Regions from separate parts of the Mus musculus genome. Here regions 2, 3 and 4 are each linked to region 1. Evidence: chromatin contacts called from public HiChIP or PLAC-seq and promoter capture Hi-C data. All regions are on one chromosome and are shown on one strand. The core of a region is the stretch at or near the end of the contact, and the rest is flanking DNA. Distances in the headings are between cores, read along the strand shown.

Region 1 (3,448 bases), core at 364-2,863:
AATCAAGACTCTACAGGCTCTACCAGAACAGGGTCTTAGGGCTGGTGAAGTCAGAACACAGACACATTAGACTCCACTGGCCAGGCATCACTCAGTTTTGGGAGACTTTCCACCTCTACAGTTGGGAGAGGCCAGGCCAGGTAGACAAGCAGCCAAGACCATCCCCCAAACAGAGAGACAAACTTGGGTGGCGGAGGCTCAGGGTAGGGGCGAGAGGTGGGGGTGGAGACCCAGGCCTAGAGCAGGAGAAAGAACGTGTCCAAGGCCATGATGGGAGTTTGAGGTCCAGGATGACCTTGGGTTTTCATTACTGACAGTGTTGGGGAAAGGAGAGGTTGGTTTTGGTGGGAGGAAGGCAGGGCCTCTGACTGAGCCCAAATAGGGGCTTAAGTCAGGAAACCTGGGCCTACACCTCTGCACCCTGGCCACTCTGACTCTGAACGAATCTGGATGTCCATATGAGCCTCTAGGAAACTCTAGACTGTGAGGGCCGGGGGTTGGAAGGCTAAATTGGCAGAGGTGCCCCCAGGGAACCACACTCTCTTCCTTAGTCTGTAGGCTCCTGGGGCAATCAGGGTAGTTTAGCCTCTGAGGTGGGGGAAGGGACATTTTACTACGTTGTAGATTGTGTGTGTGTGTGTGTGTGTGTGTGTGTGTGTGTGTGCCAGCGTGAGTCCCATATAGGGTAGGGTAGGGACTGACGGGAGGGAATTTCAGCTAGCAAGAAGGAGAGAAGGGGCCAGGTTCCTAACCACTAGTTGCTGAGACAAAAGTTTTCAAAGAGCGCTCCAGCTACATTCTGCTTAGTTTGGGGGAAGGGAAGAAGAGAGACTCAGACACTGCCCCCCCCTCCCTGCCACACACCCCGCCTAAGGCCCTCATAAATATTTACACACTGGGCAGAAATGGTTCGGCCACAAATCCCAATATTATGGGCAGACATCGCAGACATCACGGAGTGTGTGTGTGTGTGTGTGTGTGTGTGTGTGTGTGTGTGTGTAGCTGGGGCTAGGGGGAGTTGGAGCCAACTCTGCACAGCCATGGCCGCCTGCTCCGGGCCCTGCCTCCTCACCCTAGCCCTCTACTCCCCTCTTATCCCCTTGGACCTGGTCCCCAATACTGAGACTTCCCATCCCCACCCCCACCCAAGCTCCTGGGAGCCATCCGCCTGTACGTCTCCAAGAGGACCAACAACCCCACCCCCAAAACTTCTCTCAGCCTCCACACCACTCTGGTCTAACCTTCGATCTCCATTCCCGCTCCTACCTGGGTCCAGGGCAGCGCTGGGGACTCCATGAGGCGCGTCGCAGCGAGAAGGGCACTGACCGCTCACCTGGGACATCGGCCTGGGACCTGGAGAAAACAGCGCTCAGCGGGCGGGGCAGGCCTCCCTCGCGTGTGCGTGGGGAAACGGAGTGGGTGCCCTAGCGCATACTCGTGCAAGCTGCGCGCTGCTGGCCTAGGCAGGTCACCTCGTGGACCCCGCCATGCGACACCTGGGTGTCGCCCGCGCCCCCTCCCCGCTCACTCGCTCTTGGCTCCCATTCCAGCGCCAGCTCGCACCCACCGATCGCCCCTTCCTTCTTCCTTCTCTCGTTCCAGCCCCCTCGCTCCTCCCCTCTTCCCTGGCCCACCCCGTCCCCGCCCCCTCCTCGCTGTCTCAGCCCCCCTCAGGCGTCCCCTCCCCCGTGCGGGACTCGCTGCTGCCAGGGCAGGACACGTCTGTCCGCGGGGCGTCCGAGGCCTGAGCCCCCACAGGAAGCCAGCTCGTCTGGTTTCCTCCCCTCGCTCAGAGCCAGGATCTCCAGTCTCCCCAGATCTCCGCCTACCCAGGGCCGGGAGAACCTCGCGGCTTGCACAAGGGGCCGCATGTTTTCCTTCGGTCTTAAACTTTGTAAAAGTTTCCAGAATATCAAAAGAAAGAAGTCACAATCATCCTGGGACAATGGTCTGAATAGTAGTAGCCCTCAAATCGCGTTGTCCCGAAGATCAGAGCAATCTAGTTCTTTTGGTGCCCTTTGTTCAAGTCCTGGATTTCCATTTCGGAGCTGGGTGCCTGGAGTTAGGGGCTCAGTCCGTCAGAAACTGGCTCTCCGGGAAGCTGGGCTGGTGTCGCATCAGCCTCCTGGTCCCATAGCAGCCAAAAACACCCCCAAGGCCCGCCATCCCCGCCAGTGCCAGTTGGACACGGGAATTCATTTTAGACAGACTGCCCATCACCAGGCTGTCACTCCAACTTTCTCACACGAGGGTGAGTGTAGAAGGAATTGAGGAGAGGCCAGTCTGTTGATCCGGCTGGTATGGTAAGCTCTGGCTGTGCGGAGGAACTGTCACCAAAAAGTGGGGGGGGGGCTCGGAGACCCTCAGAGTGACCCCAGGAGCTTGTAGGCAGCCAGGTGGGGCTTGGCAGGTCCGTGGAGGTGATTCTCAGGTGAGAAGTCCCTCTGGGACTCACACTGGACCTGAGCTGCCTCCAAGCCCGGCGGCGTCTGGGTCCACACCACCAGAGCTAATTAGGGAGGCGGCGGCGCCAGGACACCTCCTCTCAGCCTGCGTTACAACCGAGAGGAAAGCTGGGACGCCAAAGATGGAGCTCCCCCTCGGTCGCCTCCCAGTCCTCGAAGTCACTACTTACAGCTCTTGTAGGTCTTCTGGGCGCCGTCGGGGCCGGGACCCGCGTGGCCCCCACGGCGCCCGCAGCTCTCTCACCGCCCTCGGCCACGTTCCGGGGATAGGCAGGGGTGGCTGCGCTGGGGGGAAAGTGGGACGGGAGGGAGTCCCGCCCTGGACGTCTAGATGCTCGCTGCGGGAGACTTGGCGCCCTAGAGCCTCGGAGGTCAGGCTGCTGTCTGGGGGCGTCGCAGAGTTTGGGAGCACTCCTCCTTCCTGGTAGCGGCTGAGTCACTGCGACGCGCCCGCGGGAGGGTTTGGCGGCTGCTGCATTCTTCCCGGCTTACCTGAGCCGGTAGGCCGGGCCTCACCTGCCTTCAAAAGCAGCTCCCCAGTCTCTCCTTAGCTTCAGCGCCCCGCCTTTTTAAGTTTTTCTGTTTCAGATCAGGGCCTCTGGGACTAACGCAATCCTTGAGCCTCTTTGTTTCTAGGTCGTCCAGGAGGATGTCAAAGCGCCCCACCCCCCCTACCCCGTCAGAAGTCTACCTTTACATCTGTGTGCAGAAACACCTTCACCTCATGCACGCTAGTCACACAGATGTGCCCCCTTTGAGGACACAGCAATCAGAAGAACTAGACAACAGCATTTGTGATACTGTACCAAGTATCACAAGGGTACTTGTGGTGCGGGAACTTCCTGTTGTTGGGACAACATGCAGTCCAGTGTGGCCACAAAGTCCTCTGTGATGAGCTGCTGCTCCTACTTCCCAAGCGCTCTGATTACTGGGCCCCACATCTGCTTTGAGGGGCTCTAGAGATGAGGTTTCCTGTATGCTGG
Region 2 (3,448 bases), core at 543-3,042, 430 kb after region 1:
AAGGAAGCTAAAAACAAAAACAAACAGACAAAAAAACCTTCCCTCCCAGCCTTTCCCCATGCACAGATCTTCCCTTTACAGCACTGTCCCTACAGAACAGTGTGCATTTGCTACACTGGGTAAACTCACACTGACATGGCACCATCAGCTCAGACTAGCTTCTTTGGGATCTGCTGTTGGTGTCTTGCACTCTCTGGATACTGACAAATGTATAATGACGCATCTCAATGTTCTCCATGAAGAAGAAAGTATTTTCCTAAATATCTTGTGTAGTGTAAGACTTGTTTTTACTTATGAATAAGTGTATGTATCTTTGTGTGGATTTGTTCATATGGATGCCCGAGGAGGCCAGAAGAGAGCGTCAGATCCCCTGGAACTGCGGTAAGAGGTGGTTGTTAGCCCCCCTGACATGGTTGTCAGGAGCTGAACCCTGGCCCTCTCCAAAAGCAACACATGCTTTTTCTTAACTGCTTCAGTCTCTTGTGTGACGACGTTAGAAAAAATAAAATTTGATTCCAATACTTCGGTTCAGTAATTCAGGGAAGATAAGATTGAGTTTATAACTAAAGCTTTGGCTGGGGATGTAGCTTGGTGGAATGGCGAGCTGTTTTCTTACTAGCATGTACAAGGCTCTAGGTTTGATTTCCAGCTCTGCAAACCAACTCAAACAAATGACGTTTATATCCCACACTTCTGGTTCCCTCATAAGTACAAGGCAGGGCCATTAGATTTTTTTATTCTTTGCTTTGCCATCCATCAACTGCTACATAGGAGGTCCCTAGAGTCCCTGGGAGTGGAGCAGATGCATGAAGACCAATAAGAATTTAGGTGTTCTGATAGCCAGTGGTATCCCAGCTGCTACTGTGGGCTCGCCAGTGAAAGACTGAGGTTCCCTTGATGTGGTGTGCATATACCTTCCCTAACTGGTTGCTACTGATTGTTGACTCCACTTTCAGTCTCTCAGATCTTGACAGTTTGTGGGACCGTGAAAGGCAGCCTGTTTTCTGGTCGAGCTAGGTTTAAACCCTGGAGACCCAGCCTGGGTCACCCTTTCTTCCACACAGTTTTGCAGGTGAGATGTTAATGAGAGATAATTTTTCTCATAGGTTTCACTCTCCCACTCACATGTCCTTTAACATGGTCATGAATTCCCTTGCTTCCTTTCTCACCCTTAAGAGGTCCCTCCCTCTTGACTTCCCTTCTGACAATTCTTTCTCATTGTTCTCTACCTCCCAGTAGCCCCACTTCCCCCTTTCCAAGGGACCATCCTTACACTCTGGCATTGGAGTCTGGTGGCTTACAAACCTTCCAGGATGACAACATACTGGAGGTGAGGGCCCTGACTTATCTTAGTGATGGGGATTCCCAGGACTCTGGGCACACCTCTAGGGACCTTTGACCTTTCTCAGGGAAAAAGAAAAGAGGAACAGGCCTCTTACTTCTCATATTGTTTTCTACAATGTTCTTTTTTTTTTTTTTTGTAGCAATAATGGAGGAGTGTGATTGGTGGGTGGTGTGGAATGGCTGAGATGGGACACGGATGAGCAGGGGTGAAGAGTGAGGGCCAGAGATGGACCCTGCAGTTAGGAGTCCCCAGTCCAGGCCTGTCCACTGTTCCTCTCATGTGTCCACAGAACCTATCTACCTAGGTCAACCACGAGATGGACCCTGCAGTTAGGAGTCCCCAGTCCAGGCCTGGCCACTGTTCCTCTTATGGGTCCATAAGCCCGCCTTCCCAGACTGGCTACTTCCCCAATCAAAGCTCTGATCTTCCTTGGTTCTTACATCTCACAGATGATGAGACTTAGGGGAAGACTTGCCTAGTTCAGAGGTCTCCTCCTTTTCTCCTCTCCTCTACTGACAGAATCTGGACTGGTATGGCCTGGAGGTACTCACAACTGCTCCTGGTCCCTGTGCAGCTGGTGTTCCTGGCCTCAGGTGAGATGATTCCCTGTACAAGGGTTTGAGAGGTGGGATAGATAAAAGGACAAGGAACCAGGCTGACCCTGTGACCAGGGCTGGCTTTGGGGCCATGTTGTGCGTCTGAGTGTTGGAAGTCATTGCCTCTTGGCTTCCCTAGCCCCAGAAACGAATGCATACAGCTAGAGCTCTGACCTCTGACCTGACAGTTTGTTGTCCAGGTGTCTGGGGGTCCACAGTATCTGAAGAGCTTCATAGAATGGTAGGACAGAGCCTCTCCGTGCAGTGCCAATACAAGCCTAAGGAGGAGTCCTATGTGCTGAAAACGTGGTGTCGGCAAACAGCCCCAAGTAAATGTACGAGAGTGGTCACTACCTCTGAGCCTCGGAAAGCAGCCAGGGAATTACAGCACACAATCTGGGATGATCCTGAAGCTGGCTTCTTCAACATCACCATGACTCAACTAACAGAGGATGACTCAGCGTTCTACTGGTGTGGTCCATATTATCCTTCCCTCAGAGAAGTAACTGTTCTCAGAAACATCAGCCTGGTGGTGTCGCCAGGTAAGGCCTTTCTTGGGGATACAACCCTCTTCTACAGACCAAGCACAATACATATCCCTGATCCCTTCTCTTTGTGACCCCCTAATTTTGACACCTGATCTGACTGAGGAGAGACAGTTTCCCATCTCGGTCATGCTTGGCTCCTCATTGAGAAAGAATGTTTAGGTTTCATGGGGTAGGCACTTGGAGTCTCTCTCTGACTCTTAGTTAGTTTACACTAGCATTGTGTAACTTTAATCCTAACATTTGGGAGGCAGAGACAGGTGGATCTGAGTTTGAGGCCAGCCTAGTCTAAATAGTGAGGTCCAGGCCAGCCAGAGCTACATAGTGGGACTCTGTCTCAAAAAAAAAGTTGAAATGTTTTTATTTTAAATTATGTGCACTCATGGGCACATGCCACATGTGTGCCAGTGCCCATGGAAACCAGCGACTAGGAGCCTCTTGCAGCTAGAGTCATAAGTTGCTGTGAACCACTCAATGTGGATGCTTGGAACCAAACTCAGATTCTCTGCAAGAATCTGTGTTCTCAATGGCTGAGCTATCTCTTCAGCCCTCCTACTTGCTTTCTTACTTAGGCAGACCTGAGTTACAAATTTCTACTGGCACAAGGGCCCCTGAGGTCTTCCTTACCAGGGGCCAACCCTGGCATGGTCCTCTTTTTTTGTTCTCGCTTCTCCTTGAGTCAGCAGAGGGGGAAAAGGATTGGCATAGGGTAAGACTTTTGTCTTGCGAGATACTTAGAGTTGTTGTATAATAATAAAAAGTTGACTTGTCTAAGTCTAAGTTACTTTGCTACTGTAGCTGACCTGACTTTTGTGTCCTCAGAGGCTAGAAACTGCAGTCTCGGGCATTTAGCACCTCATCCTAAAACAGCAGGAGATTAAGTAAAGGGTTAATTGCAAGAGATGTTTTCCCTTTTTCTAGATGCCCCTCATTTGTCAGGCTAGGGGAAGTTTGGAGCAATA
Region 3 (3,448 bases), core at 366-2,865, 400 kb after region 1:
CAAAACTATAGTTTGTGTGATTGAAAAGGGTAGTTGCTTCAGTGATGCCTTTAAACCCAGCACTAGGAAAACAGAGGCAGGCGTATCTCTGTGATTTCTATGGTAACTCGGTCTACAGAGTGACTTCTAGAACTGCCAGAGCTACATAGTGAGTCTCTGTGCAAAAAAAAACGAACAAACAACCGAAACAAAAAACCAACCAATCAACCCGTCAAAAAACAGGACAGAAAGTGTTAGGATTGGTCTCACGCTCTGTGTGTTCAGATGCTGAGTTCTGTACTCCAAGATCAGGTTACAGTCCGGACGTGGGCTTTGTATCGTCCGATGTACTGTAAAGAACACTCCGCAATCACCTATGGTTGGTTAATAAAAAGCTGGAGCCTATGACGGGGCAGAGGAGATAGGAAGGCAGGATGTGTGATGGAGTGTGTCCAGACATGGGCATTAGGTTGTATGGGCAGGGAAGGGAAAGTAGTGCGTGTGTGTGGTATCTGTGTGTGCATCCTTCAGGGAATGGAGTGTGTGTCTATGTGTGTGTGGGGAAGAAGTAAGTGTGTGTGGGTGGGGGAATAAAGTGTGTGTGTGTGGATGAAGTATGTGGGGGGGAATGTAGTGTGTATGTGGGCAAATGTAGTGTGTGTGGCGGGGATGGAGTGTGTGTGGGGAGATGGAATGTGTGTGGGGGAAGGGAATGTGTCTGAGGTAGTGTCTGAGTCAGGGTTTCTATTCCTGCACAAACATCATGGCCAAAAAGCAAGTTGGGGAGGAAAGGGTTTATTTGGCTTACACTTCCATACTGCTGTTCATCACCAAGGAAGTCAGGACTGGAAATTAAGCAGGTCAGGAAACAGGAGCTGATGCAGAGGCCATGGAGGGAAGTTCCTTACTGGCTTGCTTCCCCTGGCTTGCTCAGCCTGCTCTCTTAAGAACCAAGATTACCAGCCCAGAGATGGTCCCACCTACAAGGGGCCTTTCCACCTTGATCACTAATTGAGAAAATGCCTTACAGTTGGATCTCATGGAGGCATTTCCTCAACTGAAGCTCCTTTTTCTGTGATAACTCCAGCTGTGTCAAGTTGACACAAAACTAGCCTGTACAGGTAGGGACCACAGGGAGAAAGAAGAGAGAGGGGTCATCAGCCTGAGGCAGGATGCATCATGAGCAAGTGGCCAAGAAAAGCTTGCCCTGAAGACAGACAGTTACAGCAGAAGCAGCCCAGGCAGGACCGAATGGCAAGGAACTTTGGCTGGGAAATAGCGAAATAGCATAGAGGGTTAAAAAATGTGAATATCTGCCCAGTTCTAGTGCTTTAAAGCTTGTTGGAAAGATCCAACAGGCCTCTGTCTCAATTACTCAGGAGCTAAATGGGCTGGGGTAGGGTGGGGTGCGGATTCTACCCATCCCCCCTCCCACAAAATTATTACAATACAAAAGAAAATAATTTTCAGAGAAGAGGAAACTGAGGTCCCAAGAGCTTTAACTGAGGTTTGAGCACAGTCCCCTGAACTTCCTTACTGATGTCAGCCCGCAGGGTGGCCAGTGACAGTACCTTACCTCCCAGGAATGGCCTCACATCCTGTTGTGAAACTTTCCAGAGAGTCTGGGTACAAGGGTGTCTTCTAGCTGTCCCAGCAGCCCACAGAGGCAGTCGTTGGAGCTGAGCTTGAAGGATGAGGAAGGCTGGGCTCTGGGGACTGCTGTGCGTGTTCTTTGTCTCAGGTAAGGCAAGCGGGAGATGGGAGCAGGTGGTCTCTCTGGACTCGAAATTAGAAGCCGTGTGTGTGTGTGTGTGTGTGTGTGTGTGTGTGTGTGTGTGTGTTCCTTATTTTTTTCCCCCTTGAGACAGGGTTTCTCGTGTAGCCAGGGCTGTCCTGGAATTCACTCTGTAGACTAGGCTGGCCTTGAACTTAGGGATCTGCCTGCCTCTGCCTCCCGAGTGCTGGGACTAAAGGTGTGAACCACTACTGCCCTGCTCTTTTGGTTTTGTTTTGTTTTCTTTTCTTTTCTTTGTTTTTGTTTTTGTTTTGATACAGGGTTTCAGTATGTAGCCTGTATGGCTGGAACTTGCTATGTAGTCCAGGCTGGACCTCTATCTAGCCCAGCTTCTCTGCTTCTGCATCCTGATTACCTACAGATATTAAAAGTGCGCATTGGATCTACCTTGCTCTTGAGTTTTTCACTGAGCCTGGGTTAACTTATTTGTTAGGCCAGTATACCTCAAGGACCCACTTGTCTCTCCCTTTCTGCTGTTGGAGCAGAAGTGTGTGCAGCTGCACTAGACTTTCTACACGCACGCTAGAGATCACACTCAGTTCCTCACGCCTCGGCAGCAAGTGCTTTGCCAACAGAGGGGTCTCTCTAACCCCCTGAAGCTCTAAAGCAGTGGCCCCCAACCTGTGCGTCTCGACTCCTAGGATGGAGGTCGCATGACCTTTCACAAGCATCTCCTAAGACCACCACTGGGAAATAGAAATTTACATTACGATTCAAAACGGTAGCAAAATTACAGTTATAAAGTAGCAACTATATAATTTTATTGTTGAGGGTCAGCACAATTTAATGAGTGGTATTAAAGGGTGGCAATATTAGGAAGGTTGAAAACCACTGTTCCAAAGCATATGGCTGTCAAATAGGCCAGGCTTCACCTGCGCTCAGAAACTCAGACCCTGAGACCGATGAGCTGAGCTATAAGGAGGGTGACTTAGGGAGGCAGGCGCTCTATGCTTGGTTTTTTTTTTTTTAATTTATTTTATTTTTTATGGCTGTATTCTTTTAAAAATAATTTTTATTTTATATGCACACGTGTTTGCATGCATACATGTATATGTCTCACATACATGTCTGGTACCTGAGGAAGCCAGAAGGTGGCATCAGATTCCCATAGAACTGGAGTTACCAATGGTTGTGTGCTGCCACGTAGGTGTTAAGAACCAAAACTTTGTCCTTTGCAAGAGAAGCAAATCCTCTTAACTGCTTTTTTTTTTCCAGTCCTGGGGGTGGAACCCAGGACCTCCCATCTGCCAGGCAGCTGCTCCCCAGACTCTGTTCATTTTGATGTTAGAGACATACAGATCCATGGATGGGAACAATGACAGAGTAGGACAGGGTCTCACTTTATAACCAAGTTGTCTTTGAACTGGTGATCCTCCTGCCTCAGCTTCTTAGGTATTTGGATTACAGATGGGCACTACTAGGTCAGAAGATCCAACTAATCCATGTATTTTTGAGAGAGTCTCTATATATATCCCTGGCTGTTCTGGAACTGTCTGTGTAGACCAGGTTAGCCTCAAACTCACCTAGTGATCCTTCTGCCTCTGTCTCCCTAGTGCTGAATCAAAGGCGTGTGGGTCATTATGTCCAGCCATCTGAATAATATTATTTCATGCTGAAATGTTTTTTTTTCTTCTGTTCCCCCATGATGCTTTAGATGTGGACAGTCCATTAGAT
Region 4 (3,448 bases), core at 269-2,768, 400 kb before region 1:
AGAGCTGTGTTCAGGGCATGACGTGGTCATTGTGTTCTGAAACAGACTACAATGTGGTTATCCATACAGGCTCAGGCCAATGAGATCAGTCAACTTTCTGATAGGCAGCACTAACTAGACCCAGTAGATTTAAAGGGGGGCGGGGAGGGATGATGAAGAGGAGAAAGGGATGGGAGGGAAGAGTGGGAGAGGGATAGCCTGCATGATATGCTCAAGACACATTGTTTATGTATGAAATTGCCAAAGACTAAATTTTATTTCATGAAATATACATTAAGATCGGGCTTGGTGGTCTGAGCATTTAATCCCAGCACTTGGGAGACAGAGTTGAGATAGTCATAAGTTCAAGTCCAGCCTGGTCTACAAATTTCAGGACAGCAATGGCTACATAATAGACAGACCCTGCCATACATAGATAGATAGATAGATAGATAGATGCATACATACATACATACATAATACATACATGTATGTATATGACATATATGGCAGGGTCTCTCTAATATACACACTATATAATGTATTAAATATATTATCTTTAATATATTAATAATATACACAATATAAATAATAAACAAGAAACAATATGAAATATATAAAATAATTATATATTGAATATGTTAAATATTTAATATATTAGTATATTAATATATATGGAGGCCTAACCATGAGGATAGTTTCTTCCTGTGTTCTCTAATGGTACAGAAACTAGCCGGGCGATGGTGGCACACGCCTTTAATCCCAGAACTTTCGAGGCAGAGGCAGGCAGATTTCTGAGTTTGAGGCCAGTCTGGTCTACAAAGTGAGTTCCAGGACAGCTAGGGCTATACAGAGGAACCCTGTCTCGAAAACAAAAACAAAACCAAAAACAAACGAACAAACAAACAAACAAAAAATGGTACAGAAATTAGCCGGGCGGTGGTGGCACAAGCCTTTAATCCCAGCACTCCTGTCTCGGAAAAACAAAAAAACAACAACAACAACAACAACAACAACAACAACAACAACAAAAAAAAAAAAAAAAGGAAAAAAAATGTGCAGAAATTTCTTAACTCTACCTGGCCTCTAACTTCCTGTGTATTCATCATTTGTATTCATCGAAGTCTCCCTCACACATGTCAGAGGGCCCACGGGATGCTCTGGGCCATGCTAGCTTGGCCAGGCAGGTACTTTTCTGGGATGCAAGTCATTTCTAAACTGTCCACCCTGATCTGCTCAGGAAGGGCTCACAGACTCAAGGAACTCGCCTTGGGCTTTTCCTGGTCCAGAAAAAAAAAAAAAAAAAAAAAAAAAGTGGGGGTGGATCGGGCGTGCCGGTAGGGAACCCGCGGCAGGGGGCGGCTCTGCTCCCCAGCAGGGCGTGGGCCGGGCGAGGTCCTCCGCGCAGCGCACGGTGCCAACAATAGGCTGTTGTGGAAGGAGGCAGGAATGTGGCCCGGGGAGTTGGGCGGCGGGGCGGGGCCGGCTCCGGGCGGCAGCCTCTTACCTGTCCAGGTAGCTCGCATTTCCAGGCGAGCGGCGGCGGCGCCCGCACCACCTGTCGCCGGGTGCGCGGGCGGGGAGCGCGGCTGGGGACCATGGCCTGCTAGTGTCCCCTGGGAAGACGCTGCGGGGTTCAGTCTGGAGCAGGACAGGCCTAGGGACGGAAGGTCCTTCCCTCGGGGACAGATCGGCCTGCAGCAGCATGAAAAAGAACCAGACCATGCAGGGCACTTTCAGCAAACTCTTTGGGAAGAAGCACGCCCACCCCTCCACCACGTCCCTCTACGCCACCAATCCACCCTGGATTTTCACCCACGAGGCCCAAGAGGAGGGAACCAGGGACTTTGGTGAGTGCACCCCGGCTGGGGGAAAAAAAAAAAAAAAAAACAAGGGAGAGTTCCCCGTGGCGCCTCTTCCCTCCTGGCTCTGGCGTCACTTGGGCGCTGGGAAAGCGGGCTGGGGCAGGGACACGTTGGAACCTGTGGACCGGCTGAGGAGATGCTGGGAAGGGGAAGGAGGCGCGGCAGCCCGAGTCAGAGAGGTGCAGGGAACCCCTGAAGTGAGGCCGCCGATCCTTGCCGCCCTCACCTGCCGTTCCCTGTCTCCCTTCATAACCTTTGGTAGGGTTTCTGTTTGTGTGGCTGTCTTTGCTGTGTCTCCTACCACATATCCGCATTCTGAGTCAGAGATCTAGACGTCTGTCCCTAGTCCTTTCCGCTTCCTCTGTCCCGCAGAGAGAGCCTGCCTCAGGTGCCCTTGCCGTTCGTTCTGTTTGAGAAAGGAAAGTCAGCGAGCAGGCCACTGTTAGCAGATTGCCAGCCATTTGCGACATCAAATTAGCTTTGTTTGGTTTGGTTGGGGGTGGGGAGGGAAGGGGGCTGAGTGTCACATGCTCTTGCCCAGGTCCTCTTGGATCTGGGTTGTCTATGGTCTCGGACTGAAGAGTCAGAGGTGGGACAGAGGAGAGTGCGGACCCTTTGAATCAAGGGTGGTGTGTCTTTGCAAACTACTGGAAATAAATTGGCCCTTCCCCAGCTCCGGCTATGGGACACTCCTATCTCTTTGTCAATCTCCAGTTTATACACTCTTAACTGGGGGGAACCCCGGGAAAATGGGGGAACGGTACTCACTTCTTGTTTTTGATCCATGCTTCTGGTGTCTGAAGTGGGAGACAGGGGTGTGTCACCAATCACTCCCTAGTTTTACCTGCCTTCCTCATCACCTTTATGGTACTTGGAGTTCTGTTCAACACCCAAATGATTACATTGGGGGCCAGGGCAAGAACAAGATGTCACCTTTCCCTGACCTAAAGATCTCTCACCAGCAGGCAAGCAAAACTAAGAGTATGCCCTCCTGCCCTTTGGGGGCCTCTGCTGGAAGACAGCCTTTAGGTGCATGAGAAAGAGAAGAGGCATTTCTGAGGGGAACCTAGCCTCAGAGTGGAGAGGGAAGGCTGTCTCTGACAGAGCACAGGTTTCAGTAATGGGGAAGAGAGCAGGACCAAGTGGGGGCGTGTCTAGGCAAAGAAGATACCAGTGCTGGCAAGTGAACCCTAAGTGTACTCTGGGATGCCCCAACACCTTCCTTGGCCTGAAGGAAGACATCAATAGCAAACTGTCACCCACCTTTCCTAGGTGCAAACTCTCCTAAAACGTTTGATCTTTGACTCACTGAGTCTCTGTCTAGTGTAAGATGCTATTATTGGCTTTCTGGATGAGGACGCCAAAGAACAGGGATGTTACAGACCTGGTCCAAGACCGCAAGATTTAAATGGTAGAGCTGCGATTTTCCCAGCGCATAGGAACAGATGCTCTTCAGTAGACACCTAACTCATGTAGCTGTCACCAGCAAGCAAGTGAGAGAATTTCCAGTACCCCAGAGTCTTGCTGGCAAGAGAGCCAACATCTGGACCCAGGCAGAGCCCGACTCTAGCAGGCTTTCTGATTTTTCTCTGGAGGAAGGGATT

What was found. Promoter capture Hi-C pulls out the DNA fragments that hold promoters and counts their contacts. HiChIP or PLAC-seq counts read pairs in DNA pulled down with a chosen protein or histone mark.
Region 2: a promoter capture Hi-C map of the HPC-7 cell line shows a contact between it and region 1. The contact joins the promoter of Treml4 here to the promoter of Mdfi in region 1. A contact is called at or near these places in 16 of 39 promoter capture datasets (the 3T3-L1 cell line, 3T3-L1-derived adipocytes, the C10 cell line and 10 more).
Region 3: a contact with region 1 is called in a promoter capture Hi-C map of the HPC-7 cell line. The contact joins the promoter of Trem1 here to the promoter of Mdfi in region 1. A contact is called at or near these places in 8 of 39 promoter capture datasets (the C10 cell line, the HPC-7 cell line, HPC-7-derived erythroid cells and 6 more) and 3 of 115 datasets of contacts at active chromatin or transcription factors (the 230-238 cell line, bone marrow-derived macrophages and large pre-B cells).
Region 4: a FOXA1 HiChIP or PLAC-seq map of pancreatic cancer cells shows a contact between it and region 1. The contact joins the promoter of AI661453 here to the promoter of Mdfi in region 1. A contact is called at or near these places in 6 of 39 promoter capture datasets (embryonic stem cells, fetal liver, hippocampal neurons and 3 more) and 2 of 115 datasets of contacts at active chromatin or transcription factors (bone marrow-derived macrophages and pancreatic cancer cells).

Annotation. Positions count from the first base shown.
Region 1 is chr17:47,831,678-47,835,125 of GRCm38.p6, forward strand. Mdfi (MyoD family inhibitor) reads right to left here and starts at 1,614. Exons shown (of 4, transcript NM_001276390.1): 1 at 1,267-1,614. The coding sequence starts at 1,342.
Region 2 is chr17:48,262,503-48,265,950 of GRCm38.p6, forward strand. Treml4 (triggering receptor expressed on myeloid cells-like 4) reads left to right here and starts at 1,793. Exons shown (of 6, transcript NM_172623.2): 1 at 1,793-1,938; 2 at 2,130-2,483. The coding sequence starts at 1,878. All of the region lies in intron 1 of Gm52308 (a long non-coding RNA gene), which reads right to left.
Region 3 is chr17:48,231,124-48,234,571 of GRCm38.p6, forward strand. Trem1 (triggering receptor expressed on myeloid cells 1) reads left to right here and starts at 1,616. Exons shown (of 4, transcript NM_021406.5): 1 at 1,616-1,720. The coding sequence starts at 1,672. It overlaps Gm52308 (a long non-coding RNA gene), which reads right to left. Exons shown (of 3, transcript XR_003952373.1): 3 at 2,976-3,448.
Region 4 is chr17:47,435,121-47,438,568 of GRCm38.p6, forward strand. It overlaps AI661453 (expressed sequence AI661453), which reads left to right and starts at 1,519. Exons shown (of 5, transcript NM_145489.2): 1 at 1,519-1,829. The coding sequence starts at 1,685. It also overlaps a transcript of 1700001C19Rik not described here.